Linked DNA regions of Zea mays: region 1 is linked to region 2. Evidence: chromatin contacts called from public Hi-C data. All regions are on one chromosome and are shown on one strand. The core of a region is the stretch at or near the end of the contact, and the rest is flanking DNA. Distances in the headings are between cores, read along the strand shown. Region 1 has its middle 50 kb from the start of LOC100282109. Region 2 holds the start of LOC100037763 (derlin1-1).

Evidence for each region. A called contact is a pair of places that touch in the nucleus more often than the background predicts.
Region 1: a Hi-C map of leaf shows a contact between it and region 2, with 5 times the contacts expected there. The contact joins the enhancer-like site here to the promoter of LOC100037763 in region 2. A contact is called at or near these places in 10 of 25 Hi-C or Micro-C datasets (bundle sheath, ear, leaf and 2 more).

What each region holds. Positions count from the first base shown.
Region 1 is chr8:111,597,899-111,600,598 of Zm-B73-REFERENCE-NAM-5.0, reverse strand. No RefSeq gene overlaps it. Among protein-coding and RNA genes, the nearest start is that of LOC100282109, 50 kb to the right of the region's middle. Within about 2 kb of position 1,333, at least 11 of the 20 cell types and tissues checked have an H3K27ac peak or open chromatin away from gene starts, as enhancers often do. A contact at or near this core is called in bundle sheath, leaf, seedling and 1 more, where this site is marked.
Region 2 is chr8:111,328,763-111,331,462 of Zm-B73-REFERENCE-NAM-5.0, reverse strand. LOC100037763 (derlin1-1) reads left to right here and starts at 1,434. Exons shown (of 7, transcript NM_001112475.1): 1 at 1,434-1,529. The coding sequence starts at 1,513.

The sequences.
Region 1 (2,700 bases), core at 84-2,583, 270 kb before region 2:
ATCACTCCATATTTTGATTTATCTTTTTTATAAGTTTGAATTCATGTGACTTATTTTAGAAACTTGAGCTCATAAATTTTCTATAATTTGGTCTCTGTACGGTGGAATCATGTCATTTTATAATCTCTGTTCGTTCAGTCAGTCATTGTGAACTCTCTTATAAATTATAATCGCTCACTTCATTGACCGTATTGTATCAAAACATATTGAATTGAGTAAATAATAACATCAGTTAGTCAAATAAAAGAATATTATACGAAGAGTGGAGATAATCAATAAAAAATCTTGAAATCTTTTTGATGGATAGTTTACATGAATATTCTAACGCACGAGGAACCGACAAGTAATCTTCTAATGGACTAGCCTTTTTAGAGAAGTGTTAGTCCGACAGACTTAAACCCGTTAGATAGGATACATCGTGTGTGCGGACGATCGGACGAACATAAGATGTGTCGATGGTCTCGTTCCAACGCTCCGCACTTGGCCTCGCCTGGCGCCGCCGAGAACCGCCGGCGCCTGCCCACCAACCGGAACCGCTGTTTCTTTCTTGACCCGGGGACCAAACCAACAACAACAAGGCAGCCGTCCATCGAGACCACCAAGCCTCGCGTTCGTCTTCGTCTCCGTGTCTTCCGCACGCAACTGTCGTCCGACCTTCCATGCTGCTTCCTGAAATTTAAAAAAAAAAAGAGCCAGGCATGCATGGACCGCGTGCCTCTTCTCCTGTCACACGAGACGACGTCACGGCGGGCGGTCAGAGTCCAGAAACGTACGTTGCGACACCGCGAGAGGAAGACGAGCATGTGAGTGCACTGCGTTGGTTGGTTTTTAATTCCCGTTTTGTCACAGTGAATCTAGACGTTCAGTTTCCGTGGGCTTGCCACCGGCGCTGGGCCTCCTCCATGCCCCATGCCCATGCATGTTCATTCCAGAACGAATCCAGATGCTGGGGAACAAAAGATTCGTCGAGGGAAACTGAAATTGCACACCGTCACGTTCAGTATTTCCTTCATTAGTGATTAAGATTCAACAAGTCAATATCGGTGGGAAAGCAGGTCAGACCATGGTCAAGCACCGAACATGCCATCAGATGGGCAGCCGATGGGTGCGAGTGGAATTCAATAAATTTTTTTTTCTCTCAAAGAGATGTTTGGCTTTGATCCTGACCGCTAGAAAGCATCAAAAGTTACCATGACGAATACACGCATGCCAACTAGTAGTTTGAAGAATGTTCTGAGAACACGGCCGGAGACGAGAACCAGAGAAAGCCTCACACGGATCGCCAAGGGTGCAATACTGGACCCTCCGGTATTGGATTTCGGCCCACCAGATCTCAGCACGAGCAGTTTTACAAGAAACAAAATAGCAAAATCTTAGCCAACGGTGTCAGAAGGATCATGAAATTTAAACCAAAACAGCATAGTACCACCAAAGAAAATAGCAAAATCCTAATGAATCGGTTGCAGCCCAATTCGCCTAGAAACAATGATGGCATCTCTATACGTTCCAACGCCTCCACATCATACAAGCATCAAAACCTCTACCATTCCATCTCTCCTGGGCGGGCACAGGGACGGATCCAGCGGTGGGGCAGACGGGCTCGAGCCCCCCTGCCGCTTCGGATTCTATGGAGTCCCACTACAGGCTCCTCTAATCTAAAATGTATACAATATAATATAAAATAAGCTTTTATACTGCAGCAATTTAGTTCAGTCCCTCCTAAAGTTTTTTCTGGCTCCGTCCCTGCCTGGGCAGACTGAAATATACCTTGAGGGTTAGTTTATTTTCCTTTGAGAAAATAGGAATCCCTTTGAGAAATTAATTCATGGCCTTCATTTTTGTTTCTGCATGTATGACTCTTCAGGTAGCCGTCTGTCATCTTCAAAGACCGGATTTGTAGCTGCCTTCTATACATAGTTGGGATTTGTGACACTTTTATGTTATAATAAGTTCTGGCGTTTGTCTGCCTGAATTATCTGACAATGTGGGAGATTGTCTGCTTGAACCTATGAGTCTGGGAGTCTGAGTCTATGAGTTTGTGAGTCTGAGTCTATAAGACAGAGAATGTTCTTCAAAAAAAGTCTCATCTGATGTTCAGAAAGTTGTGATTCTGAAATGACTTATGCAGATCCTGAAATGCCAAACTGTATGCAGAACTGTATGTTCACCATTATGCAGAACTATATGTATACTAACAGTCTCATCTTGTCACGAACTCACGACTCACTGCATTGCAGACAGTAGATTTTTTTTGTTGAGTGATTGTGCATGTCCCTTGCAACCTAGTGATCCAGCTACTGAAGTTGTGTTAACCAGATTTGAACACAAACTTGTGGCTCTAAATGTGATCATGCATGGCCAAACTGAAGGTGCAAGGGAGATACAACTTCGGCAGCCTGACATGGCAGGACGGCGTGCCAAACTGAAGGTGCACAGAACAGAAATGGTCATTCATCAATGTGATCACTGTTTCGAAGCACATTCTCAGCCTGTGGCTTATATTAGTCTCTGCGTCACAGTCTAAAATCATTATCTGCGAATATTTGTATGCACATCCCTAGAATCAAAGTCTGAAAACATTAAATTTGAGCAACAATGAACTGAAAGGCTCAGTTACTTGTTCTCTCCAGATATTTGCAAAGGGTGCGTTTTAAGGGAAAATCTTGCACTGTGTGAGCAACCTTTAGTTACGTTCTCTGT
Region 2 (2,700 bases), core at 185-2,684:
ACAACAATCAACATGTATATGACGTGTGTGTATATGACGTGTCGTACATACTTTAGAAGCCAACGGACCATCGCAACACCGAACCAACACATAGTACATGATTTGCAATGCGATACAAGAAATTAGGTCCAACTCGAATGCTCACGTTATATGAACCAAGAAAGAAAGAAAAGCGCAACATCCATCTCCAGCTGACCTTTGGCACAAGATTTGCATCCTTCCTTTTTTTGAAAAGAATCTACACAAAACTTTCTATGCAATCCAAGACGAAGCAGGCACTGGTCGTTATGCACCAGCAGAAAACGCTGACATGCTACGCAAGCTTTGCAACTTTCCCTTCTCCAAAGGTCTGCTCCTTATTTTTTTTTAAAAACCAAAGCCATCGCACTAATAATTAAGGGTATTCAAGGAAACTCACATAAATCCTTAATATTATAGAAGCTGAAGTCTATGATTAAGCCAAACACTCATCGAATCCACCTAATAATTTATTGAAGTTGTTTTATAGTGAAGCTGGAAAACCAAAGCTACAATTCTTGAAATGAAGCTCTCCTAAACATGCCCTTAGAATACATTTAGATACGTTATTTTGTTTATTATTTATATTAAAAATATTTTTAAACCTAATTAGATTGATATTATAAACTACCGTCTACTATAAAGCTGTTCGTTCTAGATTGCCATTTGATACGACTTGTGCAAGAGTCGTACCTCGGCTTCAACAATAAGATTGCTCCTCGTTGATCTACTGCTTCGTGCTTAGTCACGATTGCCAACATGAGCCACATTCAAATAAAAAAACTTAATTGGACCAACATCATAGGAAAAAAACTAGATCAAAATAAAACTGAAATTGCACGCATATAGCAAACTGAAAAGCACCTTCATTTCTTTCCCAACACACATTACACTTGACCTCAATACTAACATCATGAAGCTCATCCAAACTAATCAGATGATCCAGGAATACTTGAATGAGAGGTTATCGTGCCTCCAACGCAACAACTTCACGGTCCTCTCCAAACAGTATATATGCTTAAAACGAATTTGAGGGCCATCATTTTCAGATGTATGGTAATTGACTTAGAATAGCTGTTATATGCTCTAAAGACAAAGTATTTATCCATAGCCTATGAACAAGAAATGAAACAAATTAGTTGGCACTAATAAACAATACAAAAAATAAGAAAAGATCAAAAATAAAATGAAACCTGTAAATCGGCAGTGGACCAATCGCCGCTCACCAAGGCCACCTCATCACCCAGCCACGTTACATGACCAATCGCCTGCGCCGTAGCGCGCACACCTACGTGTCGAGCCGTCTTCATCCCTCCGACCGGAAATCAACGGTGCGTTTGCTTCTCTCCTCCGGAAGGTTCTCGGCTTCTCGCAGGCGCGGCGACCGGCTTCAACCCCAACTCTTCTTCTTCTTCCTCGCAAACTTCGAACGGGACGAGAAGGAAGCGGACGCGAGAGGAGACTAACCGACCTCGGATCCATCGACGCGTGAAGATGTCTTCGCCCGCCGAGTGAGTCCCTTCGACTCTTACAGCGGTTTCATCTGATTCCAAGCTTCGCGATCTCAGATTCCGAGACGTAGATGTTGTATGGTAGCCCCCGTGATTCGGGTTCGGGATCGCTAGAGGAATTCGAGCTGAACTGTTCCGAGTAATCGATGGATCCCATCATTTTTATCAGAATAGAGTGGGCTTATCCTTGGGTTGCCAGAGTCGAGGTCTGTGGCGGCGGATTCGTGGTGCCACTTTGATCCCTTAGGCTTCCGCTTCGAAATTGGTCTGGCATTTGAGCTGATATGTCCATGTTCGTCGGTGCTGTATGTTGCTGGACTGGTACAGCGTTACATACATACATATACATCGGCTTTGTAGTTTGTACTGCACCTTTGTACTGTCACGAACACGAGATGAAGGGTTAGTTTTCGCTGTTGATAAATAGTCTTTCAACCTGGAAGTAGAGTTGAGTGAACTATGGCCTTTATCCCAAAAAATTTATAGTACCTGAATTGGTTTGTTCAGTTGGAGTAACAGCCCCCTCAGGTCTCATTTGGAATAAAGTTTTTTTTCCTGAATCTGCGTTTTTCCTGTGTTTTTTAACTAATTCCTGTAAGGGCTTCTATGAAACACAAGAATTTTATAGAAATGGTATAGTAATTTAACAGGAATTAGTTCAAAAACACATGAAAAACACAGGATTCAGAAAATTTTCCTTGTTCCAAAGGAGCCGTAAAATTTCTATATCATTCCTGTGAAATTCCTGCGTTCCAAAGGAGCCCTCAAACTTTGTAATCTTCGGCTGGAAGGTTGGATGGATGTGTTGGTGTTGACAATATCGATATGTAATGTTTACAGATTGTTTTCGTTATCAATTAGTTCCATGATTGTTTTGCTGTATATTTAGAGTCGTCAGCAAAAAAAATAATTACTGGTTTATGAATAAGGGTGTTTCAAGCCACTTTATTAATTAGTTTAATTTGAAACGAAGAACTGGAGTGTGCATCACCTGATGCATAGAGACAGTTTATAAAGTAATAACATTTTGCCACTTCGTTGTTGTCGAAATCTACAAAGGAGCCTGGTTTTTCTTTCTCCTTTTGCTTTTGCATAGTGGGCTGAAAATATAATATGTCAAGAAGACATCCACTTTGATATTCTTTGATGATAGGGCCCTTGATAATACTGG